Linked DNA regions of Mus musculus: region 1 is linked to region 2. The links are chromatin contacts, called in public HiChIP or PLAC-seq maps. All regions are on one chromosome and are shown on one strand. Each heading gives the region's core, a stretch centred on a gene start, on an enhancer-like site or on the middle of the called end of the contact. The rest is flanking DNA. Distances are from core to core; before and after follow the strand shown. Region 1 overlaps Trim9 (tripartite motif-containing 9). Region 2 holds the start of Trim9 (tripartite motif-containing 9).

Region 1 (5,551 bases), core at 1,847-4,346, 96 kb before region 2:
CACGTTCTCAAACGCTATGGGGCCTTGCTGTTCATTGTTGACGAAAAACGTTAATGTCTTTCTGTTTAAGTCGAGGAGGACCCCGATGGTGGCCCCTTTTGTGATCCCTCCTTCAGTTCTGTGGGAAAAGGGAAAAAGTGGAATGTCGTCGGCTTGCTTTCATCTTACATCTCTCCCTTGTGGCTTGCTGGACCAGTCTGCATTCTTCCTTTGCTTTTCTTTGGTTCTGAGGGTTGAACTTGGCCCCATGTATAGTAGGTGAGTTTGCCGCTGGCTTTTACCCCAGCCCTCTTTTTTACTTTTTATTTTGAGACAGCATCTTACCAAATTGTCCAGGCTGGCCTTGAACTCCATGATAACTCAGGCAAACCTTAAACTTGTAGTCTTCCTGCTTCAACCCCCCAAGAAGATGGTACTATAGGCCTGTCCCACCAGGCCCAGTCAAACCAGAATTTTGATTCTTTACATCCCTCCGTTGGTTAGCTTTTTTTAAAAAAACACATTTTTTTTGCCCTAAGCAACACTTTTCACATAAAAACTTAAAGCCTTAGATACACTATATACTACTTATATTTTGTGTATCTGTGCTTTACATAATAAAATATGATTTAGATTTTTTTTTGCTCCCCCAAATTCCCACCCCCTGCAGAGACGGCCACCTCTCATGACAGTCTCTTGTTTACTGTGCCTTGCTGAGAGAGAATTGTTATAAATGGACTTTCTGCTACTGAGCTACAGCAGAAGACAATACCAAGACTGAGCCCAAACAGCCTTTTGGCTACCACAGGGCATCAGCTCTGCTCTGCACTTAGCATGTACAGTGTGACTCTAACAGCATTTATTACAAAATGACTTAATCAGAAAGTCACAATAAAGAAGTACTTAGGTCGAACCCAGGACATATGATAGGTACTGGACTCAGAGCCTTCTGCTTTCCATGGAGTAGTGGAACTCACTCTGGAAAGATGCTAATCTTTCAGCACAATGACTTTGAATGAAGACATTAGATTCTCTCTGTAAAATGACAGCATTGAAGGGGATACCTTCCTGAGACATAATTATACTATAGGGAGTTCAGTGGTTTCCAGAGATCCGAGTATAAACACCACCTTACAAAGAACTATGTCTTTTGATGCAGCTGTTGACTGCAGAGCACCATCAGGGACAGATAGCCAGATCTGTCTTCTCTCATCAGTGTGAAAGCTAGCAAAACTGAATCCTATCTCAGCAGAGCACAGACATTTATAAACATCACTCCTTTCTTCTGCATGCAGAAGACAGACTGGACACCACCACAGGCAATCTTGCTATTTACAAGCCTGTCAGCGACAGCACAAGCGACATTCAGTTAGCATGCAAGATGTGTTCGGCTTCTGAAATGTGCGTCTCTGCATCGCCGCGATGGGGGTGATCCTATTTACCCCTGCGCTCCAGAATCAAGAGGCTGATCACAAGTGCACGGGTGATGCTATCAGGTAGCTAGTCACAGAGTACCCCCAGTGTGAACTGCTGAAGAGACCTGCTATCTGTAGCCACTTGGATTTGATATCAATATAAAATGCTTTGTGTGCTTACTTCAAGGGATAGCCAATAAAACAGACATGAATGGAGCAGGACAGAGGATGTCCGAGGGCTGGGAAGCTCTAAGAATCTACTGACTAGCAAAGCATCAGTGGTGACTGACAGGAGAAGCTGAGAGAGTGAGGTCATTATTCTGCCCCTGTTGGGCCTGCTTTTCCTTTGATCTCACTGAACATAACTGGATCCCCCCCACCCCACCCCCAGAGCCACCAAAGAGAATGTTTCCTGGGGGGGTGATTAAGACAGACCAGTGTCATGAAAAGACAGCTTTGGCCCAGAAACAATGAAATACATTTGAAGAGACTGCAAATAAAAAGGGAGATTATATAGGGTATATTAAGTTAAAATTGTCTATATTTTGGTGATAGAGAACATTACTTAAGGAGATAGATACTCTATTCCCTTTCTCAGCAGACTGGCTGTTCTGCTTCTCACAAGAACAAGTGAGTTCTCATATAAAGCTATCCGGACTGGCATCCCTAACACCAAGTTTCGCTAATGGCTTCTATTCTGAGAAGCGGTATTGCTGATAATAACTGTTAGAACAATGGCTTCCATTTCCAGGCACTTCCAACGGGAGACATTTTTGCAAATCTCATCTCATGTAGTCTTCAGACCTCTCCTGCATGGAAACATATTATTATATGAATTTGGAGAATTGACAAACCAGAATTCAGAAAAAAAAAAAAAAAAAGAAGAAGAAGAAGAAGAAGAAGAAGAAGAAGAAGTACCTTGGCCCAAAACACTTTTCTGGTAAGTCCTAGGTCTGGGTTTCCAGATCCTGGGTTGTTTGTCTATAATAGATATGCCCAGGGATTGTCTTTTGTGACCTGGGTGGAATTTAATAATGAAGGGCCAAGCGGAAGGTACACAACTCTATCTCTATGCTACGTGGAAAGCAGTAGAGTGGACTGAGCTAAGAGATTATGCAGCACAGGACTTCCTACTCAATAAAGACTGTGCGTCCCATTCCCTAATGCTGTCTCTATAATAGGCTATTGAACTAGGCTCCTCCTTTTCAACCCAAGCCACCATGAAGAAGGCTTGGCGTGGGGCTGCAGGGTACCTGTTGGTGTGCGAGTTGTTGTGCATGAACCAGCTCCGGTTATTGTCCACATACATTGCCCAAGCTTTGTCGTCCTTCCCTAACATCATATCCTTCATCACATCGATGCGAGCCACGCCAAATGCTGGATCAGGGTGGTTGTCATAGCGATCTATGGTCAGCTCCCAGTAGTGGACGCCTTTGGAGAAGCCGGTTTTCCCCAGCACCACCCGGTCATCGTAGCTACTGCACGTCACTGTCAAGTTGTCATTGGAGAAGATGATGTCGGAGTGGGCCGAGCCGGGGTCAAAAGCAAACCAAGCCACTGGGAACAACAGAAGGGAGGTGAGTTTTTAGTAAAGCCTTGGGATTGTAGCATGCTTCTGGGCACTGTGGCACACAGTGTCGAGTTCTCATGCTGCCATGCAGGAAGGAAGTATTTGGGGCCAGAGTCACCGTGAGTGAGCAGATGGGGCGTGTCCTGGGAGTTGAAACTCTGCACCAGGAACAGACAGAGGACACAAGACCCATTCAGCAGAGGTTACATGGCTCAGACTGCACTTCCAAACCAGCTGATCCGGGACTGAAGTACCATCAAGTCCCTTCATCTGGTGACTGGCAGGATAGTGTGCCAGAGACATAAAGGGTGAGGGATATGCTAGGGTGTCTGTGTGGCCCTGAGGCAGGGAGGCTAGATCTACAATCCTGGATAGAGGAGGGATAAAGCACTGCGTGAAATCAGGAAATACGCTTAGGCAGAAGCACGGGAAACTGCCTCTCGTGAACCAGGTTTCATGTGCAACAGTGACTTGCATGTAGGGCCGGTTGCTTCCTTTATAACTTATCAAAAAGCGTTACTCCTAGAGCTGGCGCGTAATGTACATGGTAGAAGCAGTTTGGACATTGGGTGTAGAGAAGATGAGGTTCTTATACACACAGCTGTGCCCCAACTTCTGCATATTTTCTACAAAGCATAGTCCTTTGTTCTCTGAGGGGTGAGAGTGCTGATGCACTACAGAGCCCCGTAGCCACTTCACATGCACTTCCGCTCTGCTTTTTGTAAGAGAGTAATGGTGTTCCATACCTGCCAACAGCTTTTTAATGTCAACTGTTGTCATTCCGGTGAAAGGCATGGGGGAGAGAAACAGGGAGCGAGATTGACATTGATAAAAAGCATGTTTCCTTTGATAGACTAATACCAACAAGGGATCCATTGGGCACGTTACATACACAACAACAGCAGGCCTGCCTTGTGCCTCCACTGACATTTACCACTCAGAAACAGTGGTTTGCAGTGATGCAGAAGAAAAGGGGATGGGGTTGAAATATAACATAAAAAAAAAAAAGACAGGCTTTTTTTCTAAGAAATTGAAAACAGTTATAGTGGAGTTAGAATGACATTTGGAGAATTTTATTGACATGACAAAAGCCACCATTTATTTTGCAAAGGAAATTGAGCATAGCAGTCACACAGGCAGAAGGTAACAATTACAGTAGGTATACTTGCCTAATTGAGAGTAGGATGCAGATTGTGTCTCAAAATTGCAGCCTATAAAAAGATACTACACATCAAGGCTATGAAGTGACAACTGGGTTGATAAAAATTATTTGCATTTGTTTAGAAAGCACCAATCAAATATAGTCCCCAGAGGCCTGATTCATGAAAAAAGACCAAAAAAACCCAAAAACCAAAGCTCCTTTTATCATTTTCTTTGCTCAGTATAAATTGCTTTTGTGCTCTTTCCAAACACAAAGGTCTTTTCCAAACAAAAACCTTTGTTTAGTCGACTGTAAATGTTGCGGCTTAAATTTTCTTTATCTTCCTGGCTCAGTTTTGTATAGTAACACTTGCAAACTGAGGAGGTCGACTCTTTTAAAGATGAGGACAAATTTGCTCAATAGAAGTGGAAGAAATCACCAGGTAGGAACAACTCTGCTCTGCGTCAACAGTTTACCGATATGCCCTAGGTTTGCTGGGATGAGCCTAAGGCAAACGGTCCGCATATAAAGGAGAGTGGAATCCAGTGCACCCACTAAAAGACGCCTCACAGCGATTAACAGCGGCATGACCTGAGTGTTATAAACATGAAGGTATTTCTTTTCCTTCTTAGTTTAGCTTTGCTACAGCAGCTCTTCTCACTTGAAGGATGGGAAGAAGGCTAGTGTAGGGGTGGAATATGGGCTTAGAGCTATACAGGAATGGCTTCTTGTGGGACTTTTTCTACTCTCGTCTTCCCAGCAAACCTGGCTGCCCTACTGATGAGAAGCCCCATCAAGGCAGAGAAAAGAGATTCAGACTTAAATGAACTCAGGGGCATGGCCTACAGTTCGCAGTGGTGCTGAGGCTGGTCTAGGAGATGTGAGTCTTTGGGGGAGAGAATCACGTTGTTCTGTTTCCAAATTAAGTGTGGCCTTTATGAGCTAATTTCTAATAAAGTAGAAAGGACAAGTGCTGACTTGATTTTACAAGAACTAAGACGGCAACTTGTTATCAAAGAGGCCCGAGTACACAGATTTCAATATTAGAACCACCTTCTGGCCTGGATTACTTTGTTCTGGGATACATCCGCTTTCTTCCAGCTCATGGTTGATTTTTATGTTTAATTTCTGCCAACTGTCTTTTTGATTTCTCCCTATGAATAGGAGCACAGTAAGTACGGAATAGAAAGAATTTTAAAAACCAAATTTAGTATCCAGGTTTGGAAGCAAATTTGTGGAATCTGAATAGGGCTTTCAAGATTTTTCAAATGAATCATGCCTTTTGGAGTCTTAAGAAAAAAACAAAACCAAACCAAACATTTCTGAACTCTTTTCCCATTAATTTAAACACAACATTGTACATTTAAGATTCAATGATACAGCTCGATAGAACCAGGCCATTCAATCCACCTGCCAACACCCAGACCCCACAGTTCATTTCATTTC
Region 2 (6,060 bases), core at 2,600-5,099:
TCATAACTCAGTGCCCAGACTCCGAGGGAAGGAGGTAGAGCCTTTTGCTCTCCTGTGTTTTAAAGGTCATAGCAATTCTTGCCTGGGAGCATGTTCAGAGACAGAAATACCAGGACAGAGTCTAGCTGTGGGCAATGCAGCAATACTGTATTAGCTTGTTAGGGAAAAATAAATTAAGAAATAATGTTAGGTGCTTTTCTAAAAAAATGAGTATTAAAATCTATCATTCCCCATTCAACTTTTCCAGGCCATTTAGTCACTCTGATATTGACTGAACAAATTGAAATGGATTTATTTTTCTGGAAAAAAATGTGCCAAAATCCAGTCATGGTCTTCTAGCCATTTATTCCATTTCTCATTATTTTTAAGCAGATATAAAACTTTCAACCATAATGTCTACCCACAATTTGCATTATCGGGCTTAACAAACAGCTTGACATTTCAACTGTACATGGAGCTTAGCAGAGATTTGAAGGTTCCTTTTGGTCTTTGTGGACAGAGGGGGGCTTTTCTTCATGAACACACATGTTGTGTTTCATACCATTCCAATTAACATGTAGCAGTACGGTCTTTGCCCAGGCAGGGCCATTCATTTCTTCGATACTCTGTAGAGAAATTCCACTCTAGACCAACTATGTCCTGACTACAGTCACGAGTTTGGATGAAGAATCACACTATGAAGAAATCATGTCTGAGAACTATTGTTTTTAATTTTCAAAATTAAAGTGGTGTAAAGATAATTTCTCCTTTGACAATGCTGGGCAGCCCACCCACCGACGCCACCCCCCCCAAATGGTATACTTGAAAAGTAAAGTTGACTTAAAGCACATCTCTGCAAAGTGGTCTCCTTCCTTCTAAGCAGCATAAACATGTTATTAAAAAGAGCTCTTTCAGTGGATGCTCACAGTCATCTATTGGATGGAACACAGGGTCCCCAATGAAGGAGCTAGAGAAAGTACCCAAGGAGCTGAAGGGGTCTGCAACCCTATAGGTGGAACAACAATATGAACTAACCAGTACCCCCCCCCCCCCAGAACTCGTGTCTCTAGCTGCATATGTAGTAGAAGATTGCCTAGTCGGCCAACATTGGGAGGAGAGGCTCTTGGTCTTGCGAACATTATATGCCCCCAGTACAGGGGAATGCCAGGGCCAGGAAGCAGGAGTGAGTGGGTGGGTAGGGGAGCAGGGCAGCAGGAGAGGGGTGGGTATAGGGGACTTTCGGGATAACATTTGAAATGTAAATGAAGAAAATATCTAATAATAAAAAAGAGCTCTTTCCTCACAAAGCTTATCTTGTTTTGTACGTGTGGGGGAAGGAGCAATAGATAAGTACAAAGCCAGCATAATTAGCATGTGCATGTTATCATGGTGATAAATACTACTGAGAAAAATAAAACGGGGAACAAAGGACTGTCTGAAGCATGTGGTCATCAAATGGTCATTGCAGTCTCCATCTGGGCTTAACACGTCTGAACAAAGTTAATGAGATAAGGGAGGGTTGCCCTGTCTAGGCACTGGGGAAGAGAATCTCGGGAAAGAACACACAAATGTAAAGGCTTAGGCCAAGGGAAGGTCCCGGGGGTTGGCTGAGGAACAGCAAGAAACACAGAAGCAGAGAGTCAGGGTCAATCAGCGGAAGAGGACAAGAGGAACACGTCAAGTAGGCTTTGCTAGAATGTTCTAAGAATGGTCTGAGAATCACACGAAGCCATCAGAGTAGAGGAGTCCCAAGACAACATGTCAATAGCATTCTTTCTCGGTAGCCCGGGGAGAGACCCTATCAAAGGGGACCCAAAAGGGAATTCTGCTAACAGGTGTCTCAAAGTTTGTACACGCAGCTACTGAAAGGGAAAAGGTTTGAACCCTGGTGGAATAAAGGTTTGGAGAGAAGGATGGTTTTAGTACGCGACCGCTCAGAAAACTCTGGTCCTTCTGCTTCAGCCTTAGGTCCCCACCCTCGAGGGTTAAGGCCTAGACTGTATGCCATAGGACCACAGGAGTTCTGGGCACCCAGACCTGCTTCTCTTTCAGCAGAGTCAGGTCCAGCTCAGAGCCAACTCATCAGTATTCCAGCCACGGAGTCTCTCCCCGCCCCCGCTGTGCATCAGGGCTTCTGTCTCCTTTGCTGAGATAGCCCCCTGAGGTCTACCCAACCCCACTGCCCCGACCTGCCCTAGTCTCCCAAGCCCTCAGCCCACCCTGTAGAGGCGCATGCCCGGAGGCCTCTGCCACCCGCGAGCCTCCGTCAAACCAAGTAGGCTTTGCCCTATGGTGGTGGCGACCATAGATAGGCTGCAGACTAAAGAGGGGGCATCTTAGGCCCAGCTCACAGGCAGAATGCATGGGAAGGGAGACCCGTGCTAAGGTATTCCTACAACCACTCTCTGGAGACCTTCAACTTCCCTGCGTCGCCTCAAACGTCCCCTGAGCCTCCTGCAATGCACCAGATCTCAAGGCAGACGCCGAAGGCACTTGCACTGCGCCCCCACTGGGATGCGCTGTCACCCTAGGAGGGACCGAGTGCTGCAAATCTGGAGGACCCTAGGGCGCGGGGAGTCAGGGGTGGGTTGCATAGGACTCACCTTGTGCAATTTCCACATAGCCCCCAAAGCCTTGACTTCGTGGCTGGAGTGTTTGCCCTCCTCTAGGCACTGGTAGCACACGGGCATCTTGCATTGCACGCAGTACATGCTGTGGTTCTCCAGCTCGTGGTCTGTGCAGGTGGAGACCTTGCGCGGGCTCAGCCGCCGGCTGACGCGGCCCTGGGCCGGGGGCACCAGACGGTGTTTGGCTAGGGGACCCCGGGGCGGGTGGCAGCGCAGACGGCAAGGGTCGCAGTAGAAGACATCGCACTGTTCACACATGACCGTGGCTTCCTTGGGCGCCTTCTCGCAGAGCTGGCACTTGAGGGCCGCGGCTTTGCTCTGTTGGTAGCGGTCGATGACCCCTTCCAGGACGCGGTTCTTGGGGAAACCGCGGAGCCCCCGGTCATCCAGAATGAGGCTGCGGTGGCACTGGGGGCAGGTGATGCAGGAATTGCGGGGCACAGGGGCCAAAGCCGGTGACAGGTGGGTGGGCGGTGGCGGCATAGCAGGGGGGAAAACGCGGACGCCGTTGGGCGACTTCTGGCACGGGGTAGTGGGGGCGCTGGCGAAACCTCCGTAGGAGCCATAGCCGCTGTCCGCCTCGCTGTACAGGCTCATCTTGTCCAGGTCCAGATAATCATAGTCAGAAACCCCAGAGCCCGAGGCCCGGCGGCTCTGGGGGGACTCGGACTCCGGGGTCTGCACCAGGATGTTGCGGGCGCACGCCTGACATAAATTGTGAGAGCAGGGCAAGATGATGGGCTCCCGATAGAAGGAGCCACACACAGGGCATTTTAACTCTTCTTCCATCTCTTCCATGGGGACCTGGCTGGAAGCGAGGCAGCAGCGGCTGCGGCGGAGGGGGCCTGACCTGGCGAAGCAGCCGATGGGCCTGTGGTGGCCAGCACCTTGGCCAGCGGCGGCGGTGGTGGCGCCTTCCCCGGTCGCCTAGGCGCCGACTCCCCAGGATGCGCTCTCTCTGTGAGCCACCGAGCCTCCGCGCTGCGCGCCAGCCCGGGTCCGCCCCCTTCCCACTGCTAGCCCCGCCCCGCCAGGGAGCGGAGGCTCATCGGACGGTGGCCGTGAGAGCTGCTTTCTTATTGGCCTCCCGCCTTGTCCGTCTCCTCTCCTCTGCAGGTCGCTGAGGGCTCTATGAGTCGGAGCTGGAGCCCCGGCATCGCCTGCTGGCTGCTGCGGGATTTTAGGAGGGGGCTGGCGCAAGCCGAGAAGAAGTGGGGCGGGATGATTCATCCTTTCCTACCCCCCTCCACGCTTCCTTCTGAGCTCGGGTGCAGTCACCCCGGAGCAGGGGGCGTGAGAACCCCTCCCGGTCGCGAGTGGGCTGCTGCTGCCTGTCGCCAGCGCTTGGCGCTTGCCTTCCAGCTTTGGTCTGCATGCCGACCCACCCCTTCTCCTTCCGCTGCTGGCGTAGAGCCAGCACCTCCCCCGAGCCTTCCTGGAGCCTTTTGGGCTTTTCTCCAACCCTCAGAAGCAGCTGGAGCGCCCGCATCTCTGGTGTTTAGGGAAGATGGTGGTGTGCCATGGCTGCAGTGTCCCCTTTCTGCATCCCTGGTAGCTTTTTCCCTACCCGAGGCAAAGGCTCAGCATTCCCCCAAAAGCTGTGCCACCATCGCTACATGCTTTAAATGTGCGGAGGCCCTACGCCTTGGAGCAAAGGTACCTCTCACCCTCCCCAACCTCCCGAAGCTCCATCCCCCAGTTTTCGAGAGGCCCCAGGAAGGTTAGTTGAGTTGAGTCAGGCAGTGTTTGTGTATTTCTGAGTGTTTATCGGTTGTTAACTAGCTATGTGAACGAATCGCTATGGTACTGAAGATTCCAAACAATATTATCCAATGTCACATGCCCTTAGCATCTACCATAAATTCCAGAAGAGGGGTGGGATATTATTTCTGCTTCTGTAAGATAACGAGGGATCCAGTGATAGCCCTTATATTCTAACCGATTTCTCTTTCCCCCAAACGGTGCTAGAGATAATAAGTCCTGCCTCTTGCCTGTATAACCCTTGAAATGATGACAATGATAGAATCTTTGAATAAAGATATCAGCCTGCTACTCAATGGGGGAGAATCTTTGAATCTAGTGACATTCCAAGGAAGTAATTTATCTTGGGAGCATACATAGTTAATTTTCCGAGTGATTCATGAAGCAAGTGACAAAAATGGTTTTCAAGTTCGTGGGATCTTCCAAATTTTCAATTTCCAGAAGATAACAATTATTCATAGCTTACTTTATAATTTAAAAGCACTTTTTTTTTTCCCAGAGAAAAGAAGTACTTTCTATAATCTTGATTTTGGAGAAATAGTACAAATAAATTGAATTATCTTGCAAATATATTTTTTAGCACAATGATTACAGTAGTTGATCATTGGTTGTGTGGGAGGAAAATTCACATTGTTATTTAAAACTATGTTAGTCACAGATCCTACAGGGTTTATTCCTAACCCACATTTTAATTAGTTGAGACCGGAGCTGCTAATGTTATATGCAGTCTGTTTATAGGCAAAGTGTTTCTTAAGATTTGATTGGGGCATCATCTATATTAGTGCAGGATATATAGACTATTAGTCCAAAGACACTTTGCTCATGTTAAGTAGTTAATTCTTAAGAAGAAAGGGGCATCCATGCCCGTGTATGTTACAATCCTTTCGTGTATTTTGTATTCACCTGCGCAAGTCAGAGAAACCTTGGCTAGCAAAGTAAAGAGTGTCATTCTTCCCAAGTCTGGGTTTTGCCTACCACAGAATACCATGTAAGAGGTCTGGTGATTAGCAGACAGGCTATGCTTGGTTCACGGGAAAGGGTGGGTAGTTTGAGGGCATGTCCAATGGTCTGATTTGGTGTCAGACACAAATAGCCTCAATCCGATACAGATTTATAGAACAGTTGGTCAATTAGGAAATAGCTTGAGGTGAATTAACTGTTAGATCTATTTGGTCAGGAACTAGCACATCGATCCCTCCTAGAGAGCTTTCCAGATGACTGCCGTTTGTTGGGAAGTCTCCTCTTCCTGGCATCACGACTTGAGCCAGTCCCTGTAATATGACCACATGGGCACAGTTATTGCCACTTGTCAGATTAGTGATCTGAAGCTAAGAAAACCAGAGGAACCTCTCACGATCCAGCACCGGTGAGGCTAGGGTTGGAACCCAAGAGCGGGAAGGTTGTAGCTCCTTTTCTTCATTCACCAAGTAAATAGTCCATATTTTGTGAGGTTCTGGTGTAACGAACCTGAAATGTTAATCTTTTGCTATCCTGCTTAGCTTCTCTGAGAGTTTAACATTTTTAAAATTAATTTCTGTTTTTGTTAGGCCTTTGAAGATGTTCTCTCATGTTGTACTACTTGTCCAAGGTGTGCTTTAAAGCCCACCACCCCAAGTTATCTTTTAAGGGGCATAAAAAAAATCTGAATGCAATTGGTGACCTTGTAGAAATGCCAGCCCACAGGGAGACTAAT

Evidence for each region. HiChIP or PLAC-seq counts read pairs in DNA pulled down with a chosen protein or histone mark.
Region 1: an H3K4me3 HiChIP or PLAC-seq map of forebrain shows a contact between it and region 2, with 4 times the contacts expected there. The contact joins the enhancer-like site here to the promoter of Trim9 in region 2. A contact is called at or near these places in 16 of 39 promoter capture datasets (the 3T3-L1 cell line, 3T3-L1-derived adipocytes, the C10 cell line and 10 more), 6 of 484 Hi-C or Micro-C datasets (the HPC-7 cell line, cerebral cortex, cranial neural crest and 3 more), 5 of 115 datasets of contacts at active chromatin or transcription factors (PVALB interneurons, embryonic forebrain, embryonic stem cells and 2 more) and 2 of 9 other capture datasets (adipose tissue and liver).

What each region holds. Positions count from the first base shown.
Region 1 is chr12:70,248,310-70,253,860 of GRCm38.p6, forward strand. Trim9 (tripartite motif-containing 9) reads right to left here. Exons shown (of 14, transcript NM_001286388.1): 10 at 4,134-4,175; 11 at 3,711-3,734; 12 at 2,648-2,951; 13 at 1-118. Among named protein-coding and RNA genes, the nearest start is that of Gm38467, 20 kb to the left of the region's middle. Within about 2 kb of position 3,097, at least 53 of the 459 cell types and tissues checked have an H3K27ac peak or open chromatin away from gene starts, as enhancers often do. A contact at or near this core is called in the HPC-7 cell line, hematopoietic stem and progenitor cells, neutrophils and 1 more, where this site is marked.
Region 2 is chr12:70,343,765-70,349,824 of GRCm38.p6, forward strand. It overlaps Trim9 (tripartite motif-containing 9), which reads right to left and starts at 3,850. Exons shown (of 14, transcript NM_001286388.1): 1 at 2,583-3,850. The coding sequence starts at 3,404.